Linked DNA regions of Sus scrofa: region 1 is linked to region 2. Evidence: chromatin contacts called from public Hi-C data. All regions are on one chromosome and are shown on one strand. Each heading gives the region's core, a stretch centred on a gene start, on an enhancer-like site or on the middle of the called end of the contact. The rest is flanking DNA. Distances are from core to core; before and after follow the strand shown.

Region 1 (4,146 bases), core at 1,273-3,772, 210 kb after region 2:
CTTCTTTGATCTTTATGATTTCCTTCCTTCTGGCTGACTTTAGGTTTTGTTTGTTCTTCTTTTTCTAATTCATTTAGGTGGTGGGTTAAGTTGTCAATTTGAGATTTCTCTTCTTTTTTGAGGAAGGCCTTTATTGCTATGAATTTCCCTCTGAGCACTACTTTTGGGACATCCCATAGATTTTGAGTGGCTGTGTCTTCATTGTCATTTGTATCAAGGTATTTTTTAATTTCCTTCTTGATTTCCTCATTGACCCATTGGTGTTTTTTGTTTGTTTTGTTTTTTGCTTTTTTTTTTTTTTTTAGTAGCATGTTGTTCAGTCCTGTGGTTAATTTCTACTTTCATGCCATTGTGGTCAGAGAAGTCCTCTTACATTTAATTAACCTCAGATTACAGCAAGAATCCATCAATCCATTTATCCTAGACTTTTAAAAACATTTTGAGGGACCAAAGTCTCTCAGTATTCAGGCCTGTGATGCTTGTCCCCAGTGATCCGGGATGTTGGAGTGATGTCCCCTCAAGCCACACTGTGGGCCTAAGACTGGCTAAGATCTGGGTCTCATTATCCAAAAGACCTCAATGTCCAAGAAGAGAGGATGTTCTCTGACACTTAGAGCTTAAAGTGTCTCAAGAATGGGGCAGAGGCGGTCTCAGCACTGCCCAGCCTGTTCCCTGAAGGACAGCCAGAGCACAGGCTGGTTGACCTCACTGGACGGAAGTGATAATAAAAGAGGACAATTCAGGAGTTCCTGTTGTGGCTCAGTGGGTTAAGGCTCCTGCGTTGCCATAAGCTGTGGTGTAGATCACAGATAGGGCTCAGATCCTGCATAGCTGTGGCTGTGGTGTAGGCCTCAGCTGCAGCTCCAATTGAATCCCTAGTCCAGGAACAGCCCTAAAAGGAAAGGGGGAAAAAAAAAAAGAGAGAGAGAGAGGACAACCCAGGTAGCTCCTGGCAGCATGACCAATGTGAGGAAAATTTGTTCCTTGCTGGTGGCGTCCCACATCTGCAAACAGCCAGCAGCTTGCCACACACCAGCCCCATATTTCCTGCCACGGGCATCATTCCTAACTCTAGGATCGTCTTCTGAAACAACCCCCTGGTGTGTCGCTGCTGTCCACTCATATAGCACAGGGTCTGTTGAGTGGGGACTGGATTGTTTTTCACTAACCTAGGAGAAACTGACTATGAAAAAATAAAGACCCCAGCTTCAAATCAACATGAATCTAAATCAACTTTGACCAAACATATCTTGGTTTACTGGGAGATGGTGTTAACATAAAAATTATGACCATGTGTACAAATATAAAAAATGGAACTTGTGCTTCTTATACAGCCTGAGCCATAGGAATTCAGTCCTCTGAAACCTAGCCCAACCCCACCCTCCACCAGTGCTGGAACTCTCCTAAGCTGCATAGCTGTGCCCTGACTCAAGACCAGAGGCACATTCTGGGCAATGGACCCAACACAGCCTTAGGCCAGGAGCCAGGCCTACAGGGACTTTCAGAGAGGGCAGAGCCTTCAGAAGTACAAATATTGCAGGTGATCGCCACACAGGCCAGGCACTGGCCACTAGCCATGTCTGCTTCCACCACAAAGCCTTATCCAGTGGTACTGCCCTATAGAGGCTCTGTCTGTCCACAGCCCTGCAGACATCCAGAAGACAAACAAGGAATCTACGTGAGATCCTTACCCAGCATCCAGCCTGGTCAAAGACCAATAGGGGCACTGAAGGAAGAGGAGATAGAGCCTCTGCCAATGAAATGTAGAAGAGTAACCTGAGGATAAAGATCAGGATAAATATGAATCAGGGAAGGGAGCAGTGGACCAATCCACAGAGATTCACAAGGATCCAGAGAGGACTGAGGGACCAGCAGAGAGCCATCCTACAGCATTTCATGTCCAGCCCCAGAGAACCAGATTGGGAGAGACACGTGAGAGGAATAGAGGGGCCCAAGGGGGGAAGGAGACCCAGGGTGGTACATGTCACAAAAGACCGGGGTGGGAATGGTGGTGGAGTTGTGGCAAGAGAGTGTCCATATCATTGACACAAACTCTGCTGTTTCTGCCTCAGGCTCTTATGACTCCCCTAGTTCCCAGCTGTGCCCCAACGCCTGGCTCACTGCAGGGTGGGGGATGGCGCCTTGGGGCAGGGTCTTCAGTGTCCTTGATCAGGAGTTCCCACTCCCTTCTAATGTCCACCTGAGAGCACAAAGGTTTTATGGCATCGGTGTCCCCTGTGGTTTCCTGAGGAACCTGAGGGTCATTCTCTCACGTGCACAATCCTTCGCCCTGAGAACAGTGCTCCCTCAAAAAAAAGCACTCACTCCCTAGGACAAGGAGTACATGCACATAAAGACCTGAGAAACCTGGCCAGACAGGAACATTTGCCTCAACTGGACTGTTCTGTTCTAGAGAGATGGAATGTTGAGAAAAAGAGTTCCGACCTCTCAGAACAGCTGCTGTACCTATGGAGAGGGTTGGTGGTTCCTGGGCTTTGGGCCTCATCATTTCCAGTGGAACCCACAAGAGGGAGCCCATCCTCCATCCCACAGGGAATGTATGGGGTCAGCTCTGCCCTCTGGTGGCTGCATGAAAAACTGCAGTCAAATGGGGGGATGTGCAAGCAAAACTTCACTCATCGCCTTCCACATTCATCCACTCCACCTTCCACATTCATCCATTCCATCCATCCTATTTGTATCAGGTGCCATGAAAGGTCCTGACTTAATCCTCTTAGGCCCTGGGCTCTATCCATGAGGATTCTCCCTTGCTTCCCCCTGACCTAGTCTGATGGAGACATAGCCCTTGGGCACATCACTTTGTCAGGGCTTTTCTTGCTAATTGTCCCATCCCTCCTTGTCCACAGAGGCTGGCTTGCTGCTGGTTCCCAGAGAAAGCTGATATGAACCACTGTGCATTCCTGAGCCCCTGCTGGGTACCTTTACATCTACTAGATTCCTCTCAGGCTCACTAGAAGAGAGAGCCAACCTTTATTTTATTATAACAGAGAAAACTGAGGCTTAATGAGACTCCATAACTTACCAGAGGTGGCACGTCCTGCAAGTTCTAGAGCCTGGCTTGAATTTTCTTCCGTCTGATCCCAGAGCATCTTAGGCATGGTTTCCCTGAAGATCCAGTGCGTTCTTTGCCCACAGTGCCCTTGGCCATGGCTCAGGTCCTAGACAGGCTCCTTTTGGACAGTCACTCAGCCAGGTGGATCTCATTCAAGCCTCAGGTGCCAGGACTGCTTACCATACCACCCAGATATTATAGCCTTCCTCTTTGCCCAGAATCTGTATCCAGCCCTGGACTTGCTTGGTCCTGGCCCAGCTGGACTGCCTGGCACAGCAACTCATACCCCAGCCTCCAGTCTCAAGGTTGCAGATGCCTCAAGGCTTAGCATAGGCTGCCCCAAGGCCCTCAGCAGGTGCACTGCACAGCTGGTGGTGCCATGGGGGCAGATTCTTGAATCTAGATGAAAAAAAAAGCCCTAGAGGGGTAGAACAGAGCTGAGAATCCCAGCCTCTACCCACCTCCTGCGGCACCAAGTAACTGAGCTCAGCCCAGCCCTAGCCAGGGCCCTGACAACCAGAGAACAGCAGCCCCCCAGGCCCCTCATTCCATACACCCGCTCTCTATGCCATCAGCACAGCACAGCACAGCCATTCTTTAATCCACCACCATTTATGGAGACCATGACAGCACCTCCACTGCTCTCATCACTGAAGCAGTGATGATATTTCTCATGTCTCTGGTAGTTAAACTCCTACCAGATAATAGCTGTTTAAGAAATAGTGAATTGTGGAGTTCCCTGGTGGCTTATTGGTTAAGGATTTGGTGTTGTCAATGCTGTAGCTTGGGTTCAATCCCTGGCCCAGGAACTTCTGCATGCTGCAGGTGAAGCCGAAACAAAACAAAACAACAACAACAAAAACACAGTTAATTGGGTCTACTGAACAGCAAGATCCTACTATATACATCTGAATCACTTTGCTCTGTAGCAGAAACACAACATTGTAAATCAACTATACAATAAAATATATTTTCAAAAAAGAATGAATTGTCATCAACTTAAACTCCTTATATGTTCTAGAAATTAAAATATAATGAGAATCATTTTAAAAACCACTACTTCCTAAATACTA
Region 2 (4,247 bases), core at 1,068-3,567:
CACCCCCAGTACTGTCAGCAGAGAGATGGAAGCAGAGCAAAGTCTAGACCCTGGTGGGATGAGAAGGGAAGGATAGATCAGAAGAGAAACTTAGATCCTGAAAAATATTTCCATGAAGCTTGGCTGTGAAGGAAGGGAGATCAGATCACAAGGTCTAGAGAAGTGTTCATTGTGGTTGTTTCCAGGTTTTTTAATGATGAAGAAAATAAACCATGCTTATAGTCCGAGGACAGGCAGAAGACAGGAGAACAGAAAGAATGCATTTCCTGAAGACACGTGAGGCCTGGAATCCAGAAATGGTGGTAGGGGCCCAGGGCAACACATGGAGGGAAGAGAGAGGACATGCAGCAAAACTGGGCACAAAAGTTCTGCCTAAAGGGCCAAGAAGTTGAGTGAGTCCCATTTGACGGGATCTCTTCACTTGGTAAAGTAAGAGGTGAACCATCTGTTGAAAATTCATATAGAATTAGGAAAGAGGAGAGTTATTTGTAAAACGTTCAGGAATTCTGAGTGGATTGTTAGATATAGCCACCAAAGTGGGAGTCACCCTGAGAGTATTTCCACTGTGGAAACTGACAAATGCTTTATTTTCTGAGAGCAATGTGGGCATCTGAAGCAGAGTAGGGGTAAGAGTTATTAGACTTGATCTTTGTAGACACAGAACTCTTATAACTCTCAGACGCTCAGTATTGGCTGGGATGGCCCAAGGGGACTTTATATAAAGTTGCCCAGAAGATTGGCAGGTCTTAAGGTAAGGACAGAGAGGGGAGCCATTTTGCTAGTGATGAATGTGTAACTCTTGACTTGCCCAAGGTCACACAGTCAGCAAATGACTGGACTCCAGGCACCCTGGCCTTCTCCTGGCCCCACCTCAGCAAGATGACCTTCTGGAGCTCTACAGAATCTCCATGCCCTGATGTTTCCTGGTCTATCTGGATCCCAACACTTCCACTCAGGGGATTTTTTTTTCAGAGAAGTCTTTCAGAGTTCCATAACTGAAATAGAGAGGGAATGCTATGAGATCTTGGCTTTACTTCAAAATAATCCAGGCCTGGGAGTGGGAGGAGGCATGGGCGGGAGAGCTGAGCAAACAAGATTGGCCAAGATTGATCACTGTTGAAACTGGGTGACTGGGGCGGGGGGCGGGGAGGGGGGTTGTTCCACTATTCTACTTGTGTACATATGGTCAGAAACCATCGTGGGCTTCACGCATTGATATAAAACATTTAGGATGGGGAGGTGGTCTGAGAAAGCCCGTCTGGAGGGCTGTGCTCCATTCTGGGCCACGCATCATGAGAAGGCTTTTGACAGGCAGAGGCAGGTCCAGAGGGGGCCTTGGTGAAGGGAGTCCAGATTTTGACTCGTTTGTTTCAGCTGGATAAGCACTAAGGGGCAGGAAGAGCTGCTCTCCCCATGCAGAGGGCTGCCTGGGAAGAGGGGGTCTGTCCTGGTTTGGGTCTGAGTTCACACATTCTCTGCAGGCTCCTCCCAGGGGCCTCTGGCCAAGCGCCTGCCCTGAGCCCCACCTGCCCCTCCCAGGCCCTAAAGTCCTCTTCCCCTCCTCCCAGCTTCAGCCAAGAGGAAGCAGCGTGACCCTGCCGGCCAAGCGGGGCTCTGCCAGGCCGCGAAGTCACGAACAACACGTGCCTCCCCTCCCTCAGCCTAGAACATCCTGTTCTCTGTGCTCTGCGATGAGGCCTAACTTGGCTCCCAAACCCCTCCAGGGAAGAGGCTGGGCTGAGGCTCTCTCCACATCACACGGCACTAATCCGTCACATCTGGACACAACCTCGCCCTGGGCTGCACCACACAACTGTCTGTGAGCTCATCCAGGCCCCCTGAGGAGCTCTGCTGAGAGTGCTGGGGCAGAGCCAGGGTGGGGCCGTACAACCACTGGCACCGCTCCCTCCCTGACGGGGTCCTCACAGCACTGACCGTAACACATGACAGCAGAAAACACACTGGAGACCCCCATTCTCAGCCACAAACTGGTGTGGGCCCATGGGAACTTTCCCCTGCCCTGAGTCTTCTCTGTTAACACGAGGTGGGAGGAGGGGAGGCACTGCCTCCCAGATGTAACTCATCCATGATTGCCTCTGTCTTTCAGGCCTCAAAAATTAGTGACAACGACAGAACCGGCATGAGTCAAGGACAAATTGCTTCTTGGCCCAGAAGCTCCAACGAGGCAAGAACAGGGCAAGAACTTCCTTTCCTTTGTGCTTTCTCACCCGCAGAAGGAGGCTCATGATAATACCAGTTTCACAGGGCTTTGGGGAAGCTCAAACCAGAGGAAGAGCAGGGGAGGCTGAAGAATGATCATGACTTACCACAGGCAGCCAAGGCTGTGGTTCCCAGTGTTCCCTTTCTTCCTCTGGCCCCACCCTCCCGGCCCTGGCCAGTTGGGAAATAGACCTTCTTGGATGCCAGTTATTTTCCCTGGCCAGGCTCCAGCCCAGGGCCTATTTGTGCCCTTGGACAGTGGGTGGAACATGGTGAGAGCAGGCAGCTGGTGGAGGCCAGAGGCCCAGCTGAGACACCAGGCTAGCCTTTCCAGTTAAAGGGACATGGCCACTGGCCATCACCCACCAAGGCAGGAAGTACAGCCCCTTCCCACTGACAGGCATAGGAGACCTTTTGTCTCTGGGACCCAAACACTAAGAAAGCACACAACTCGAATGACTTCTGACCTTGAGAGGTGCTGCTGTGCTTCTGGATGACAAAGACAGTCTCTGCTGTGACCAGTCACACCTGTCCCTTAGGGGTTAATTCTATTTGACCATATTCAATATAATAGTATAATAAATTTGACCACATATTTACATTAAAATTTGTGGTTCCTTCCAAACCAACAGTGGTTTTTGATTTTTCTTTTTTAAGCAGAACAACACTATTTTCAAACTCTAATCTGTAGGCCTGCTCTGGCTAAAACAGGAGAGGGGCCCTCTAGCCCCTAAGAGGGAGCTTAGACATTGAGGAACATTTCTGTGTTGTTTTGCTTTGTTTGGGGAGTGATATGTTCTGCCTGCTTTGCACGCTGGTCATTTTCCAGATGTGGATTCAAACCTCGACAATCAACTCTGAGAGCTTAGCAATCTCATTCCAATACAGTCAGCATCTGGTTAAGTGAGAATATAGGCTAAGCTGCTGTAACAAAGAGCCCCCTCAGTCACACACGCCTTTTTTTTTTTCCTCCCATATCATCAGTTCAGAATAGACTGGCTGGCAGTCAGGGCTGGCAGGGGCTTCCTGTCCCTGAAGCCATACAGGAACCCAGATTCCTTCTACTCTGGAATACAGTTATTTTATAATCCACTGGGTTATAAAGTACTATTACATTCCCGAACCTCCACCATGCTGAGGTCTAGGAAGCCATCCAGGATAAACCTCTCTCCATGTGCTGTGAACAGAACATGAGGTTGGGAGTCAGAGGCAGAGTCTCACCTCCACTGCTTACTGACTGTGCTCTTTGCCTCTCACTCAGCCTCGTCTGTAAGGGATCTGCTCTGGCTACTTGGAAGGACTGCTGTGTTGATCCAAGGGGATCCCACACTCAAAGTTGCCTTGGAACCGCTAAGTGATGTGCAAATGCCATGGAGGACATTCACCAGGTGGGCTGGAGACTGAGCAAGTCAGTGAAAGCCCCTCCGCGTGGAGCCAGTACTCTCTGCTAGATCACTCTGATCGGGTCTCTTCAAGATGGGGAGGCATCTACTCTAGGACTAAACCTGTGTGGGGGTCTAAGGGATGCTTGAGAGAGGCTCTTCCAAAAAGCACACAGAGGGCTCAGAGCTGACCGGGTTCTCTGGGCTCTGCTACAAGCTAATCCTACTTGCTGGATCCTTGGTTCTTCACCTCTAGAATGGGTACAACCACATTCTATACTGGCAACTACTATTGATTTGTGATCACTTATTATGACCCAGGCTTTTTGTAGAGTACTTACAAGCATTATCTCATTTAATTCCTCTGTGAGCTCAGTACTCTTACATTCACTTTTTTATAGATTAGAAAACTGAAGATAACATGCCCAGGACTACAGGCTAGTAGGTGGCAGGAATAGGATTTGGATCCTATCTGCCTAACACTATATATTCTGTGTCATGGCAGTTGTGCAATGAGTTAAGGGCCTCCTATTTTGGGGTTTCAGCTGCCTTCTCTGTAAAATGTGGGGCTGGACAGGTATGAGGCTAAGGGGATTTGTACCAATGCACTTGCACCTGCCCTGAGGCCCCACAAGAGCCCAACTG

The links. Hi-C and Micro-C count contacts between places; a contact is called where the count stands out from the background.
Region 1: a Hi-C map of liver shows a contact between it and region 2, with 1.9 times the contacts expected there. The contact joins two enhancer-like sites. A contact is called at or near these places in 3 of 47 Hi-C or Micro-C datasets (embryonic fibroblasts and liver) and 1 of 2 datasets of contacts at active chromatin or transcription factors (alveolar macrophages).

What each region holds. Positions count from the first base shown.
Region 1 is chr14:82,100,824-82,104,969 of Sscrofa11.1, forward strand. No RefSeq gene overlaps it. Among named protein-coding and RNA genes, the nearest start is that of SFTPA1, 7.5 kb to the left of the region's middle. Within about 2 kb of position 2,523, at least 14 of the 83 cell types and tissues checked have an H3K27ac peak or open chromatin away from gene starts, as enhancers often do. A contact at or near this core is called in embryonic fibroblasts and liver, where this site is marked.
Region 2 is chr14:81,894,369-81,898,615 of Sscrofa11.1, forward strand. All of the region lies in intron 1 of PLAC9 (placenta specific 9), which reads right to left. Among named protein-coding and RNA genes, the nearest start is that of PLAC9, 5.4 kb to the right of the region's middle. Within about 2 kb of position 2,318, at least 39 of the 83 cell types and tissues checked have an H3K27ac peak or open chromatin away from gene starts, as enhancers often do. A contact at or near this core is called in embryonic fibroblasts and liver, where this site is marked.